Regions from separate parts of the Capra hircus genome. Here region 2 is linked to region 1. The links are chromatin contacts, called in public Hi-C maps. All regions are on one chromosome and are shown on one strand. The core of a region is the stretch at or near the end of the contact, and the rest is flanking DNA. Distances in the headings are between cores, read along the strand shown. Region 1 overlaps LOC102179130 (WAP four-disulfide core domain protein 3). Region 2 has its middle 12 kb from the start of CCL16.

What was found. A called contact is a pair of places that touch in the nucleus more often than the background predicts.
Region 2: a contact with region 1 is called in a Hi-C map of blood, with 2.9 times the contacts expected there. The contact joins two enhancer-like sites. A contact is called at or near these places in 2 of 5 Hi-C or Micro-C datasets (both in blood).

What each region holds. Positions count from the first base shown.
Region 1 is chr19:13,837,182-13,839,950 of ARS1.2, forward strand. All of the region lies in intron 12 of LOC102179130 (WAP four-disulfide core domain protein 3), which reads right to left. Among named protein-coding and RNA genes, the nearest start is that of HEATR6, 39 kb to the left of the region's middle. Within about 2 kb of position 1,435, at least 1 of the 5 cell types and tissues checked has an H3K27ac peak or open chromatin away from gene starts, as enhancers often do.
Region 2 is chr19:14,124,375-14,127,143 of ARS1.2, forward strand. No RefSeq gene overlaps it. Among named protein-coding and RNA genes, the nearest start is that of CCL16, 12 kb to the left of the region's middle. Within about 2 kb of position 1,322, at least 2 of the 5 cell types and tissues checked have an H3K27ac peak or open chromatin away from gene starts, as enhancers often do.

The DNA of each region.
Region 1 (2,769 bases), core at 185-2,684:
ATGCTGCCAGGGTCTTTTCCTACCATTCACTGAGCCCTTGCTACTGTGCCAGTTCTAGGCAAGTGACTCACATCTGTGACCTCATTTATCTGTCACAAGATTGCTAGGAGATGGGCCTTCTTAATCTCGATGTACAGAAACCGAGACGCTGGGAGCTTGAGTAACGCCCACAAGACCCCTGAGCTAGAAAAAAGCAGGCGCAGCATCTGAGACACACAGCTCTTTCAAAAGAAAGATTTGAAAAGAAGCTTCCTCGTTACTGCTGCCGCCTCTCTGTAGCACTAACATCTGTGTTCACTCATGAACCAGGACGGGAGGACAGCCCCAGAAAGCTGCTTCTATCAGAAGACCTTCTCAGGACGGTGCTGTGGATCCTGACTAAGGGAAGGGAGGGGAGCTGCGGAGGAAGGCAAGACGTGGGGAAATCCCACCGGGACAGGGCTCGCTTGCTGCAGTTGGGACTTTCAGAAAAAAGAACAGAACCCACCATATGACAGATGCGGGTCCTTTCTATTCCACGTTCTGTGCCTTGAGGAAATGAAGAAAGAGACAGAAGTGGGTAAGTGGTGACTCTTGAAGAGTTCCTCCTGCAGGGAGGCTGCAGAAAATTGTTCAGGGTTTTTCAAATTGAGGACACCAGCTTTGCCAGGTATTAACAAGTCACATAACTTTTCTGACCTCAAATTTCTATGTCTAGGAAATGATTGTGACATGACAGCTTAAAAAGATGTTATGAGGAATCAAGGCACTCACACTTCCCCCTCATCCACTCCACCCAGAGCTGCCAGGTATGGCTTTACAGGTTGTGCGTAATTTTACAATGATGACTGGTGACAGGATGAGCAGGACTGTAATCCCTCCCATCTTCATCCTGAAGCCTTCCACCTGGGCCCTGCCTCCACCCAGAGAGAAGGGCAATTTTTCCATATGGATAAATGTAGTCGGTTGCCAAACTGAGCACCCACTGGACTCTGTCCACTGCAAGAGGCCTTTTTCTCATTCTCCCAATGGTGACATTTGAGCTTGTGGTGATTTCCATCCATCCTTAGTGGCCCAGCCAAAAGCCAAGCGGATGTCTGTCTGTGCAAATGCTCCCTCTTGACCAAGGGATCCTCGGGGAAGGCGTACATCTGGCACTCACCCTTCACTTGTTTCTGGGCTACCACTTATTGAGCACTGACTAAGTGCCAGGCACCTGGCTACATATTTAGCAGAATCTCACTTAATCCTTAGAATGACCCTGTTAGATAGGGGCTATTATCCTTGTTTTAGGATGAGTAACTTGCAGCCATCTCAGAGCTGGGAAAAGGAGGGGCCAGGGTTTGAATGCAGTCTGTGTGACTGCAAGCCTCCTCGTTACCCTCTACTGCTCTGAAGGCTCTCTGGAGCTAGCAGCCGTGTTCTCATGTGAGCCAGGACAATGATGTCAGCCCCAGGACTAGCCTTCCCCATCAGAAGCCCCAGGGCCTCCTGTCCTAGCTCCACAGACTGGGGCTCTGTGGGTCAGGAGGGGAGTCCCAGGGGAAACTCCATCAGCCAGCCAGATGTGGCGAAACACCCGCCCTGGAACAGAGGCAGCTGCTCCAGTTGGCCTTGCAGAGAACAGGACAAGAAGATCTGAGCAGGAAGGAGATGTCCTAAGCAGGCAGCGTGGCTGTGAGAATGAGCCAGAGTGTGGCCAGCAGCTGCCACGCTAGGGACACACACTTGTGGCCACTTCATGCAAAGATGCAGGGTGGGTTTTTTCCTTATAGTTTGAATGTGGAGGAAAATACAGGCCACGTGGATAATGTCCCTTCATTGTTACTTCTTTGGGAGGCAGCGTGATCTGGGAAGTACTCTGGCATTGGATATGAAGAGACCGCCGCTGCCTTTTATTAACTGCCTGATATAGGAGGAGCACATAATCTCCCTGAGGCCCAGTTTCCAAGCGCTTGAAATGTGGGTAATAAGATTTGCTTCTTGAAGGTGTAATGAAGATAAAATGCAAAGGTGAGGTCTACAGACATTTCTACCTTATCCGCTTTAGCCAGCACTATGTTATGAATTTTTTGGAGGGGTGTTAGTTCTAAAAGGTCTTGTAGGTCTTCATAGAACCAGAGTAATAGGCAAATTTGGCCTTGGAATATAGAATGAAGCAGGGCAAAGGCTAATAGAGTTTTGCCAAGAGAACTCACTGGTCATAGCAAACACCCTCTTCCAACAGCACAAGAGAAGACTCTACACACGGACATCACCAGATGGTCAACACTGAAATCAGATTGATTATATCCTTTGCAGCCAATGATGGAGAAGCTCTATACAGTCAGCAAAAACAAGACCGGCAGCGGACTGTGGCTCAGATCATGAACTCCTTATTGCCAAATTCAGACTGAAATTGAAGAAAGTGGGGAAAACCACTAGACCATTCAGGTATGACCTAAATCCAATGCCTTATGATTATACAGTGGAAGTGAGAGATAGATTTAAGGGACTAGATCTGATAGATAGAGTGCCTGATGAACTCTGGATGGAGGTTCATGAGATTGTACAGGAGACAGGGATCAAGACCATCCCCAAGAAAAAGAAATGCAAAAAAGCAAAATGGCTGTCTGGGGAGGCCTTACAAATAGCTGTGAAAAGAAGAGAAGTGAAAAGCAAAGGAGAAAAGGAAAGATATAAGCATCTGAATGCAGACTTCCAAGGAATAGCAAGAAGAAATAAGAAAGCATTCTTCAGTGATCAATGCAAAGAAATAGAGGAAAACAACAGAATGGGAAAGACTAGAGA
Region 2 (2,769 bases), core at 72-2,571, 290 kb after region 1:
AAGAGTTCTGTTTGGCCCGTGTTTATTTTGAGGTGCTAATTAGGTGTCCATGAGGCCGTGTGGAAAAGGAAGTTGGCTATGGGAGTCTGGAAGGCCAGGGAATGGTCAAGCTGGAGTATATAAAACCCTGGGGCCAGACGGAGTCAGCTGGGGAGAGTGTGGAACAGGTAATGAGCAATGGGCTCGTGGGCGTTCAAACATTTAGAGACAAGAGCAGGAGTGACACATAGATGGACTGGATCAGTAGCCAGGGAGATGGCAGGAAAACCCAGAGGGTGTGGTAACTGATAAGCCAAGAAAATCATTTAATCAAGAGAAAGTTATCAAATGTGCTCAGTGCTGCCGAGAGATAAAGGAAGAGCAGAGAGGGGCTTCCCAGGTGGTCCGGGAGCTAAGACTCCACACTCCCAACGCAGGCAGCCTGGATTCAATCCCAGGTCAGGGAACTGGATCCCTCACATGCAACTAAGACCCAGCACAGCCCAGTAAATATTTTTTTAAAAAGAAGAATAGAGAAAAGTTCTTTGGAGTTGACCTTTGAAGGTCATGGGCTTCCCTGGTGACTCAGAGGGTAAAGAACCTGCCCACAATGCAGGAGACCTCGGTTTGATCCCTGGGTGGGGAAGATCCCCTGGAGATGAAGATGGCTACCCACTCCAGTATTCTTGCCTGGAGGATTCCATGGACAGAGGAGCCTGGCAGGCTACAGTCCAGGGGGTCGCAAAGAGTCGGAAACGACTGAACGACTAACACTTCCACTTTTTTCCTTTTGAAGGTCATCCATGAGTCAGTAAGTCTCAGTGGAAAACAGTGATAGAAGCCCAACCAAAGGGGTAGGGGGAGAACAGAGGCTGTGGAAGGGGAGCCCAGAACGCTACAGAGGCAGCTCCAGCAAGAGCTCTTCTATGAGGGGAAGCCAAAATTAGGTCAAGGGCCAGAAGGTTCAAGGGAGGATTTTTAAAGATGTGAGCATTTGAAGCAGGTTCACGTGTTGATGTACGACGTGTTCAACCTCTTGGAGATGCAGCTTCTCTTTGCTGTGAAATGACTGAAACCAGCAATCACAGGTTACTAGGAGAATCACACCAGTTAACATGTTAAGAGGACGCAGCGCTAGGCCTGCCTCACAGCTGGGATTCAGAGCTTGTGAGCTCCCCTCCCCGAGCGAGAAGGCACAAGGCCAGCAGGTTCTCCCTGGTGGGGCGAGAGGACAGCCCTCGGTTCCTACATTCCGATTATGACAGAGGAGGAGAAGCTGGTGGGTGGAAGGCAACCAGATTGTGAACACTAGGACTGAGAAATTGCATGGGCCCCTTTGTGCTCACCCTAAACACACACTCAGAGCTTCCTCTTCTGCTGGCATTCTTCCCAGAAAGGAGCCTTCCGCTCCAGACCCTACAGCGGGGGTTTCTCATCTGAACCACAGAACACGAGCAGCTTCAGTGGCTATTTGGTCAACTTTCCCAAGAGTGATGCCAAGGAGAGAGGCTCGTCCCTTACCTCCAGTGCAGGTCTTTGAACCCAGCTGAAAGGGCTGCCTAGAGGGCAGGGACCACCACTTCTAATTTACCCTGCTCCCACCGCCGACCCACCCATCTCTTGTGCCAGGGGAGGGGTTGGAGGTGTCATTTCATGAAATGTCTATCCATGAAATTCACACTAAGGAGGGCGGCAAGGGGAAGGAAGGGAGTAACACTCGTGTTCAGAAGTCAGCGTGAGAGACCCCTTCTGACTGCCAGTCAGGGGGTCAGGGCAAGGACGTGTCACCACGGAGATAGTGTTTTAAACAAGGTTCCCAGAGGTTAAGGGTTTTCAGGCTGACTTGATCTTAGGAAAATTGGAGGGCAGCGCCACCCAGTGGTTAAAAGCCACATAGTGACTAGCTGCTGTGACGTATTTTCTTGGGTTCCAAAATCACTCTGGAGAGTGACTGCAGCCACGAAATAAAAGACACTTGCTCCTTGGGGAAAAAGCCATGACAAACTCAGCGTATTAAAAGGCAGAGACATCACTTTACCGACAAACGTCCGTATCACCAAAGCTATGGTTTTTCCAGTAGTCATGTATGGATATAAAAAGTTGGACCATCAAGAAGGCTGAGTGCCGAAGAACTAATACTTTTGAATTGTGGTGCTGGAGAAGACCCTTGGGAGTCCCTTGAACTGCAAGGAGATCAAATCACTCAATCCAAGAGGAAATCAACTCTGAATATTCATTGGAAGAACTGATGCAGAAGCTGAAGCTCCAATACTTTGGTCACCTGATGCAAAGAGCCAACTCATTGGAAAAGACCCTAATGCTGGGAAAGACTGAGGGCAAGAGAAGGGGGCAGCAGAGGATGAGATGGTTGGATGGCATCACTGACTTGATGGACATGAGTTTGAGCAAACTCCGGGAGATAGTAAAGGACAGAGAAGCCTAGAGTGCTGCCGTTCCTGGGGTCGCAAAGAGTTGGACACGACTTAGCTATTCAGCTGCATACGACTGAACTACGACAAGCCACTGTGTATTCTTAAAGGGCTAACACACGTGGCTATGTCCAGGAAGACCCACCTGTGCATTAGACCTGCTGCTCAGAGGCCCCTCATGTTGCCCACCTCTCCCAGATTTCTCTCTCCCCTTTTACAGGGAGCTGAGGCTTCCAGTTCACGTCGAGGCAGAACCGGTAAAAGATCCAGCTCTCAGAGAACTTTCATTTTAGTGGGGAAAAAGACAATAGCCAAATACACACAACGTCAAGCGGTGATAAGTTCTGTAAGAAGAATAAAG